Regions from separate parts of the Sus scrofa genome. Here region 1 is linked to region 2. Evidence: chromatin contacts called from public HiChIP or PLAC-seq data. All regions are on one chromosome and are shown on one strand. The core of a region is the stretch at or near the end of the contact, and the rest is flanking DNA. Distances in the headings are between cores, read along the strand shown.

The links. HiChIP or PLAC-seq counts read pairs in DNA pulled down with a chosen protein or histone mark.
Region 1: a contact with region 2 is called in an H3K27ac HiChIP or PLAC-seq map of alveolar macrophages. The contact joins the promoter of CTSZ here to the enhancer-like site in region 2. A contact is called at or near these places in 1 of 5 promoter capture datasets (fetal liver), 3 of 47 Hi-C or Micro-C datasets (embryonic fibroblasts, fetal skeletal muscle and subcutaneous adipose tissue) and 2 of 2 datasets of contacts at active chromatin or transcription factors (alveolar macrophages and skeletal muscle).

What each region holds. Positions count from the first base shown.
Region 1 is chr17:59,147,248-59,152,215 of Sscrofa11.1, forward strand. It overlaps CTSZ (cathepsin Z), which reads right to left and starts at 2,130. Exons shown (of 6, transcript NM_001123104.1): 1 at 1,858-2,130; 2 at 1,279-1,442. The coding sequence starts at 2,003.
Region 2 is chr17:59,047,453-59,051,859 of Sscrofa11.1, forward strand. GNAS (GNAS complex locus) reads left to right here. Exons shown (of 13, transcript NM_001130215.2): 6 at 486-583; 7 at 3,490-3,544; 8 at 3,680-3,753; 9 at 3,872-3,930; 10 at 4,042-4,162; 11 at 4,315-4,407. All of the region lies in intron 2 of LOC110257458 (a long non-coding RNA gene), which reads right to left. Among named protein-coding and RNA genes, the nearest start is that of GNAS, 64 kb to the left of the region's middle. Within about 2 kb of position 2,384, at least 54 of the 83 cell types and tissues checked have an H3K27ac peak or open chromatin away from gene starts, as enhancers often do. A contact at or near this core is called in alveolar macrophages, embryonic fibroblasts, fetal liver and 3 more, where this site is marked.

The DNA of each region.
Region 1 (4,968 bases), core at 880-3,379, 100 kb after region 2:
CGTTGTGGGGGGGCGATCTAGGCAAGAGGCTCGAGGGGCGACCGGTGGGCCTGCCCATGGCGGAGCTGGAAGCGAGGCTGGATGGTCCCGAGAGGCAGGGGAGGAAGTGGGACGCAGACACCTGCGGGGACCCGGAGCCAGCGGGCTGGAGGCCCCTTGGCCATTTGCTCAGCGAGGGCCACAAGGCCACGCTCCGGGAGGGCGGCCTCATCAAGGGGCTCAGGCGCTGGGCGCCCAGGGCAGAGAGACTGCATGCTGTGGGCAGCTGCGCTGGCGGCCGGGCACCACGGAAGTCCCCTCTGGGGGCTTCCATCGTCTCAGTGAAAGAGGAAGCTGCTCGCTGCTGGGGAGACGTCAGCAGTTTGAGGAGAAAGGGGGAGATGCCGCGGTTGCCCAGGAGACTGTGCTCCCGGCTCGGGGGGCGGGGACAGACAGGTGGTGGCCCCCAGCCCCGCTCCGCCCACGCTCCATTGCAGATGCGAACCGTGGCATGTGACCCCCTCTCCAAGGTCCCTCAGGCTCCCACCAGACCCCTCCCCTGGCAGTTCGGCCCCTGGGGACCTTTTCAGCTTCCCCCCACCACGCCCTTGGGGCCGCCACAAGGTCCTCTCAGTTCCTCAATCCAGCCAGCGGGTCACTGCTGCCGGACCTTTGTCCTGCGCCTCCGCCTCAAGGCCGGCCCCCGCCCGGCCTGCCTGCCAGGCCCCAAAGTCGCCCGAGGCTCCAACGGTGAAGCCTCTGGCTCCACGTTCTCGGGGGGGCCCTGCCCACGTCCTTCCCAGTCAGCACCCGCCCCAGGTAGGCCTCGCAGCCCTCTCACGTGGTGTCGCCTCAACTCCCCCTCCTTCCCGCCCTCACTGCGGCCAGCCGGCTAAGGTCCAGATGATAAGCGGGCCGGCCTTGCTCACTATTCCAGGCCCAGGACAGGCCTTGGTCTCAGATATGAGGCACTGCAGCTCCACGTGCACGTGCCCAAACACCAGTGGGGGGTCCGAGGAGTTTGTTTGTGGTTTGATCCCCAGTGGCTGGGGTCACACGCCTCGGAGAGAGAAGGCACCGGGAGCCAGGTGTCACTGGGCTTCAGTCCTGTGACTGCCAGGCGCCCACAAGCCCCGGGTGTGCGTCCCTCGGCCTGAAAGGCTCAGAGCTCCCGAGGCCGAGTCCTGGCACAGAATCACAGGCCCCCGACCCTACGCTGCAGCCACCCGTTCCGACAAGAAGGCAGCTGGACAGGCCTTCCAGGCCCACAGCCAAGAGGGGCTGTGGTCCCCTACCTACCAGCCATGGCGCTGGTGCTGCCGTGGGCCCAGCAGGAGCCGCAGTACTGGGGGATGTGCTGGTTCCTGGTGACACTGGCATAGTTGACCCCATTCACGTTGCGCCAGTCCCAGCTCCTGGGCAGATCCGATGGGGACAGGTACTCATGAGGCCGGGGGTACGTCCTGGGAACAGATCACCACGGGCAGAATCAGCACGGGGGCTCCTGGCGCAGGGGTGGGGGGCACGGGCAGCCCTCTCCCCTCCCCCAAGTGAGAGGGCGGGCAGACCCCCACCCTCCCAGAATATCCAGGAGGCAGCGCATTCCCTCCCCGCGCCCCGCAACCAGGCAGGAGCCGGGCCGCTCCCCCAGCAAGGCCCCAGATGCCCCAAATGCCGGGCAGGTGCGGCTGGCCTGCCTCCTGCGCTGACGGGGCTTTTGGCCCAGGCCGCAAATGGGAGAGAAACTGCCCCCGCAGCAAAGGGCTGCATTGACCCGCAGAGGTCAAGGGGGGCAGGGCGCCCCAAAGAGGCGGCAGGGTCCCTAGAGGCGGGAGAGCGCGCGAGGCCCCGGCAGTCGGGCGGCCCCCCGTCCCCGACCTGTGCCCCAACTGGGTCCGCTGGTCCCCGCGCAGGGGCCGGTAGCAGCTGCAGCCCGGGCGGAAGTGGAGGCCGGCCCGCGCCGCGCCCGCCAGCAGCACGAGCAGCAGCAGCAGCAGCGGCGGCGGCGGCCCGGACGACGCCATGGCTCCCGCGCCCGTGCGGCCCGACCCCGCCTGGTCCCGACCCCGCCTGGTCCGGACCCGGCTCCGCGCCCCGCCCGGCCCTTAAGGTGGCTGCGCCCGGGCGGGCCCTCCCCCGGGGCGGGGCGCGCTCCTGCCCCGGTGACCCGGCCCCGCCCCGGCCGCCCGCAGGGCCCGCAGCCCGGACTCGGGTCACGCGCCCCGGGCCTCGCCGCACCCCAGACCGGACCCCACCAGCGGGCGCGGGCCTCCGATCGCCCGCGGGCCCGATTTCTCCTCGGGCCGCCCGCCTTGGATCCTGGCGACCCCTGGCCCAGGAGAGCTGTCCCCTCCCATCTAGTCCCCCCCCCACCCCCGGGGACAGGGGTTCCCCGAGTCCGGGGAGGAGGCGGCGTCTAGCTTTCTGCCTCCCGTTTCCAGAAGGCCCAGGACCTTTCTGGAGAGATGTTTATACAGAGGGGAAGGGGGATCCTTTTAGAAAATGTATGCCCCAAAGGGCACCGTCCCTTGGCGATGCACCATGAATTTGACATTGCGGCTTCCAAAGCCGCCTGACCAGGTTTCTGCTCACAAAGCATTTCGCCTTCCAACGCAGGGAAAGCAGAAGTGGGACCCCTGAGGCCTCGGTTTCGCAACTCAAGTGTTTGTCTCTCCTCGTGAGCAGTGGGCACACTCCCTTCTCCTCGTGAGCGGTGGCCACAGCATGGCCTCCTTGTCTCGGGGGAGGAGGGCCCAGAGTTTTGTTCTGGGGCCCACAGCCTCTGCTGCAGGGTCTGGAGGCGGGCAGACCCTGCTCTCCCACAGCCCCCCACGCCCCACCCCATCTCCCGCTCTTCCCTGGGCTAAGCCTGCGAGCAGAAATCACAGCGGCTGCCTTGTGGTCTTCCAGCAATTTCCGTGACCCCCCCCCCGAAAGCCCTGGGACACCCACGGCACCCCAACAGGGCTTGGTCCTTGCTCCTGAGGTGCCATCACTGAGCAAAGTGTGGCCACGGCCTCTTTCCATTGAGGTGTCTTTTCTCTTCGCGGAAAGTCGGCGCCTCCCAGCCCTTAGCACAGTTCCTGGTTGGGCGGTGGGCGAGGGTGGCCTCCAGTTCCAAGAAAACTCTCAGGTGTGAGTGGTGGGGGCGGGGCCCGGAACCCGGGTCTCCAGAGGCGGCTTTGCCCCGGCAGGTGTCCTGGGCCTGGTCCCAAAGTCTCTGGCTTCCCTTCCCTGGGGTGAAGCAGGTGCGGGAAGGGCGGTGCCAGCCGGGACTTCCCCTGCCCAGGCGTCTCCCCTCCACGGCTACGGCGACTCCGCCAACCCTCCGCCTTCCTCCACGTGAGGAAGAAAGCCGGGACAATTGTCCCCAACACCCGTGACCTCCATCATTCAAGGAGGCTCCGCCTGGGTGGTGGCTTTTTGGTCTAAGGAAAAAGTTAAAAGCTCATAATTGTCAAAGAATGACCAGCGTGGTCAAATATTACAGTGTGACAACTCTTGTGGGGACTCCAGGGTCCCCAGAGATGGTCAAGGTCCAGGAGGTGCAACGTCCAGCCACAAGTTCTACCACGTAGGAAACGGGGCCCCGAGGCCTGGCCTCTGATGACTGGGCTGTGAGGCCCGGGGCGCACGCTGACGTGGGCATGAAATAGTGTCCAGTTACCAGCTTTTCTGGTCCTGGATGTTCCGAGATGCCCTGGGGCCCTCGGGGAAGGGTCGGGGGCGGGGGCGGAGATGCTATGACAGGCAGGATGGGCTTCCTGGGTGTGTGACCCCTGTGGTCAGCGGGGCCCGGAGTGCTTGGTGTGATGCGGGCTTCTCAAACCCACACCCCGTTTTTGTTTCGAGCTGCAGATTCTGGAGCAGATCAGGTGCTGATGCCACCTCTGTAGGCCAGGGACAGATGGCATGGGAAGGGCAGGGAACACTGGGCCCCACGGAATGCAGGTGAAAGGGAGGGACAGTGGCATTTGCACTCTGGGAGCGCATCGGACATCTAGAGCTGACAGGTTGTGGGACTTGGCAATTCCCTGCGCTGGAAGCAGCTCAGACCCAGAGGGACAGGGAAATCGGGCAGGAAGGAGGCGAGGCGGGGGATGGTGGGAGGCCAGACATTTGAAACCACAACTTTCAAGGCAAGAAGAAGGTAAGTGAGCTCTCCTGTGACCCACCCGCTCTGCCCTTCAGCACCTGTGATGCTTCCAGCACACGAAGCCAGGTGCCTGGACCCTTTCTTAACCTCTGAACTTGGCTGTGGTCTGTGGATTCCATCCACCTGGCTCTTGGCTCTGAGGGGAGCTGGCTGCGTCACTTTAAGGGTCACTGAAACCATGTGGGATCCCTTAGGGTAGCTGTCAAGGGTGTCTGGCCCCAGGAGCTCTCGGGAGGCAGGAGGATGGAATTCTCCGGCCCCCGGGGCTGCAGGAGCGAAAGGACGCAGCAGCGAGGAGCCTGCTGGGCCGGCCGCGCACCTGTCTGACCAGCTCTTTTCAAAGCAGGGGCACCTGAGAGGCAGGTGGGGGGGCTCTGCATGCCTGTGAGGTCATCCTCTGGGCAATGACTCATCTTATCTGCCTGGAACAGAGGAGGCTCAGGTTCAGGGCCCCGTGGCCGGCTCCCTCAGAGGGCGCCCCCCCCGCCCCCGCCTGGGTGTCACCTGGGAAGCTGCCCGGGAGCCTGCATGGAACTGAGTCGTCCCTGCTCCCCGGCAGTGCTTGGAGGCAGATTCAGCGACTTTCTAAAAGACGCTCCAGTCTGGGAAAGTCTTTTCTCACTGGACCCGCGACGTGATCCTGTGAGGTGGGAGCAGATGCGATCAACCACTTTACAGGTGGGAAGACTGAGGCTCCAGAAGTTCAGAGAATTCTACTCAGCCTGGGGATTTGGGGGTGGCGGGTCTGAACCTGCTCCTCCCTCTTCTCAATACCCCATAAAGTCTCCTGGCAAACCCGAGATCCAAGGCCAGGACGCAAAAGCCTAATCATT
Region 2 (4,407 bases), core at 1,134-3,633:
GCCCCCACGTGATGTGACCTGTGACCTGTGACCTACTGCCGTTGAGAACAACGCAGAGGTCGCTGGCCCTTGGCTTCTTCCTGGCAGACCGTCCCCAGAAGCACAGGGCAGACTGGCCAGCAGCTCCCGACCGTCATAGTTTTGGCCAAAGCTGAGAAAACGTGCCCCACAACCTCATCACAAAGACATGTCCTGTCCCCCCACCCAGAGCCTCCTGACCAGCTCACACCCTCCCGTAGAAGCGACTCTGAAGAAACCCAGTTCCTGGGCGGCCCAGTCCGGCCTCTCCCCCCCAGGCCCCCGACGCACAGGCTGATGACAACCCGGGAGCAGTAATTCTGGACTCGGGGGGGCCCTTGAGCCCGCCGACGTCCTGTAGGAACGCTCCTGCCTAAAGCTGCCTGGACATGGGGACCGGCCCTTGGGGTGGGTCTCCCGGGCGCCCTGCAGCCCCCTCCAACCCCTCTCCCTGGCCCTCCCTGCAGGAGTTCTACGAGCATGCCAAGGCTCTGTGGGAGGACGAGGGCGTGCGCGCCTGCTACGAGCGCTCCAACGAGTACCAGCTCATCGACTGCGCCCAGTAGTAAGTGCCCTCCCCGCCCGAGCCCCGCGGGGCACACCCCACACCTCCACTCCCACCGCCCCAAGGTACTTTCTTAGCAGCCAGCCAGGTAGTCTCACCTGCCTTGAGAAGGTTCTAGTCTGATGCATTTATCTTCTAGGGGCCTTCATGGCACGTTTTAGTGCAGCTACGTTATTTTATATAAACACTTAATGCCTGGCAGAGCAAAGTGATAATCACCTGCCATAAAGCCATGGTCGTCGTTAATTAGCTCAAAGTAATTAATTGAGTTGACCTGCAAGCATTTAGAGAGGTGGGACAGCTCTCACACTTCGGATAATGTGGCAATTTTGTATTGTATTTACCGCAACTGAAAAACGTGCCAAAGAGGAATGGTGAGGACAGACATGTGCTGCCCCCGCCCCAACCTCCCCACCGCCCGTAAGGGACCACAGCAGCTGCCAGGGTTCATCTCGCGTGGGCACCATGTTGGATGCCATTTCTTGTCCTTGTTCCTCATTCAAGGGGCCTCCCCTGCCAAGGGGTCCTTGCCCTGTCCTCCTGTCCCTTCAAGGCTCTCTTGCAGTGGGCCTGATGACGCCCAGCCGGGAGGCTGCCTTTAAGACAGCTTGACCACCTGTCTTACCCTGTGCATCGTGCGGTAGACACATGGCCTTCAGAGCCGTGAAAAATATCTCAAAGAGACCCTCTGTTTGCTCGTGTCGCACACATGTACCAAGCGGTCTCAGGCAACGTGCTCTCAAGTTGGACTGTCTTTTCTGACAATACGATAATCCTGTGTCAGCCCCTCGTGTAAGTAACTGAAACGCCAACAATTTGCTTTGGAAAATGTTCAGTAATCAGGACCCAGGGACGAGGCTGGCTCGCCAAAAGCTAAAATCGTGCATTACCCAGGAGCCCCGCGCCTGAGGAACTTGGGGCCACACAAAGCCAGCTCCCCAGAACCCCGTCATCTGCACAGCACCCGAGCTCCTCTTGGGGTCTGCGAAAGCTGTCCACGTCCCTTCACCGGCCCTGCTTTCCCACAGCAAGGGCACTCGATGCTTTTCACTTGTCACCCCTACAGCTATTTTGTGACTTAACACGCAAGCAAACTTGTATATTTTTTCAAGGAACAGAGAAACAGTCCATCTGGGCCGGTCGCCGTGACCCCCACCCCCACCCCTTCTTCAACAAAGTCCCTGATTTTCTCAAAAGTTTGAGCTTAAAGCTGGAAGTGCTAATTATAGTAACACAAAACACATGGAAATCCTGGAATTGTTTGCCTTTTGTTTTCTGGATCCAAGTCAGAAGCACAGGTACAGGATTAGGCAGCTTTGACCACCCCATTCTTAAGAGCCCTGGGGGGGCGGGGCGGGGTGTAACAACTTCATTAATTCAGTTTAGCCAGCTTTCTTTTTTTTTTTTTTCTTTTTTTTTTAAATCGCACACCATTTCAAAAGTTTTTTTTAAAAGTTTTTCGAAAGCCCTATCCACGCATGCCTGCAACTTTATCTGCAAATGGCAGCATGTGCACAGTTTATGGAAAGTTTTAAGGAAACTCCGAGAAAAAGAGAACAGAGCTTGACCCTTTTAAAATGTCTCCTTCCCCGGCCAGCCGCCTCCAGCAGCCCTGCCTTCTTCGTAGCCCGCCTGTTTCTGGCGTAACTGCCTTTAGGTTACGGCCGAGGTCCTGGGGACGTGCCCGTTCCTTAAGGTGCCTGTTTTTATTTGTTGAGCTGGGCTTTGGCTGGCCCCCCTCCAGATGTCTCTCTCACAAGATTTGGTGCTGATGAGCTATTTATAGACCTGTGGTTCGGTTGCCATGGCAACGTGCTGGAGGCCAGGGCGGCTGGGGAGCTATTTCTGGCCTGGTGCTGTAATGTAAGCCTGATTGGGCAAGTTAGTGTATCCTCGAAGCCAGACTCACTTTAAACTGGTGAAAAGGAAAGGGGGGGGGGCACCACCTTATAGAATTTCTTTAAATTTTTCTCGCTTTGATTTTCTTCTCTGATTAGCTCACTTTCCAACACCTCCCATCCCCCCTTCCCCCCCCCCCAAAAGCTGGTTTCCACATTAACTTTCCATGGTAATTACCTCAGTCCAGTCTTTTAAAAGTTATTTTTCCTAACAGTGTGTCCAGTCGGGCAACCCAAGCAAAGAGCCTCCCGACTCTGGGAGGGAGGAAGCATTCTCACCCCTAGACAGCCTTCTCACCCCTGAGACCCCCAGACCCCGCGCCGCCACGGTGCGCGCCCCCTGCCTGCCTGGGGCCCCAAACCTGGATGGCGGTGAGGTGCTTTGAAAGCTTCCTCTCTGGGCTGGTCTGCTTCACGGACCAAGCAGGACGGAAGGGAACTGGTGTCTGTTTCCTGTTCGGTGCGGTGCGGGCCGAGAGGGCCACTTCCTAAAAGGAGAGATACCCTTTCTGAGTTAATCCAGCAATCTCATCTTCATTCGTCCTTTGGGCGAAAAAAATCCTTGCTTCTTTTAAGCGTGCCCTTTTTTTTTTCTTCATTTTTTCAAAAACTCCCTGACATGGAAGTGTACAGTTTTCAAACGACTTGCCGTTTTAGTCAAAGCCAAACAATCTGAGGGTGTACTGTTTTACTCAGGCATTACCCAATGGCACACAGTCAGGCCTGATTTGGGGCCCTGGGCGGATGGATTTGCACAGAGCGAGTCTTTTCAAATTAAAACCAGATCAGATCCCCCCCCCCCAACTGGCCTGTGCTGTACCTGTAGGCCAGGGGTCCTGATTTATCTTAAATCCTATTTGCGCGAACCTTTGTAAGGCATCCGCTTGACCCTAATGAACTTCATGGGATGGTCGTTTTCGCTTAGCTGGACCTTGTGGCTGGGCAGGAATAGTGGGCAAATTGGCCTGAACGTGTGGTCACCCCCGTGTGTCTTTCTTCTGCTCCCAGCTTCCTGGACAAGATTGACGTCATCAAGCAGGCTGACTACGTGCCCAGCGACCAGGTATGCACCCCTTCTCACAGGGCAGAGGATGCAGAGTCTTCTTTCCAAGCCAGTCAGCATTTTTGCTCCAGGTTGGCAATGATTAACACTTGGGTTGGTTTTGGTGAGACCGCTTAATCTGAGACTTTGTTTTAGGACCTGCTCCGCTGCCGCGTCCTGACTTCTGGAATCTTTGAGACCAAGTTCCAGGTGGACAAAGTCAACTTCCAGTAAGTAAACGGTTCCTTTTTTTTAGAAAGAAAAATAGGTTTCTCGAGGTCCCCCCGCAGTGAGCATGGTGGACCATGGTAGCCCTTGTGGTGACCAGGCGTCCTCTCTCTCCTGCAGCATGTTTGACGTCGGTGGCCAGCGTGACGAGCGCCGCAAATGGATCCAATGCTTCAATGGTATGGAAGCCCTGGGCTTCTCCACTCTTTAAGGCTATTTCCCCCCGCCCCCGATGGTTCAGGCTCATGGTCACTCCTAACACTGCATCCTCTTTCTCTCTTGTGCCGAAGATGTGACCGCCATCATTTTCGTGGTCGCCAGCAGCAGCTACAACATGGTCATTCGGGAGGACAACCAGACCAACCGCCTGCAGGAGGCCCTGAACCTCTTCAAGAGCATCTGGAACAACAGGTTTGTGCGGTGACCCCCCGGCGTCCTCCCCACGGAGCTCGAGGCCCTGGATCTGCATGGTGCAGGGGAAGGAGTCCTGTGCAGGCACCCCAGCCCCCTGCAGAGAGGGCGCCCCCCTTCCCGGGCGCTGACCCCGCTCTCCTCCGTGTTAGATGGCTGCGCACCATCTCTGTGATTCTGTTCCTCAACAAGCAAGATCTGCTGGCTGAGAAAGTCCTCGCTGGAAAATCGAAGATTGAGGACTA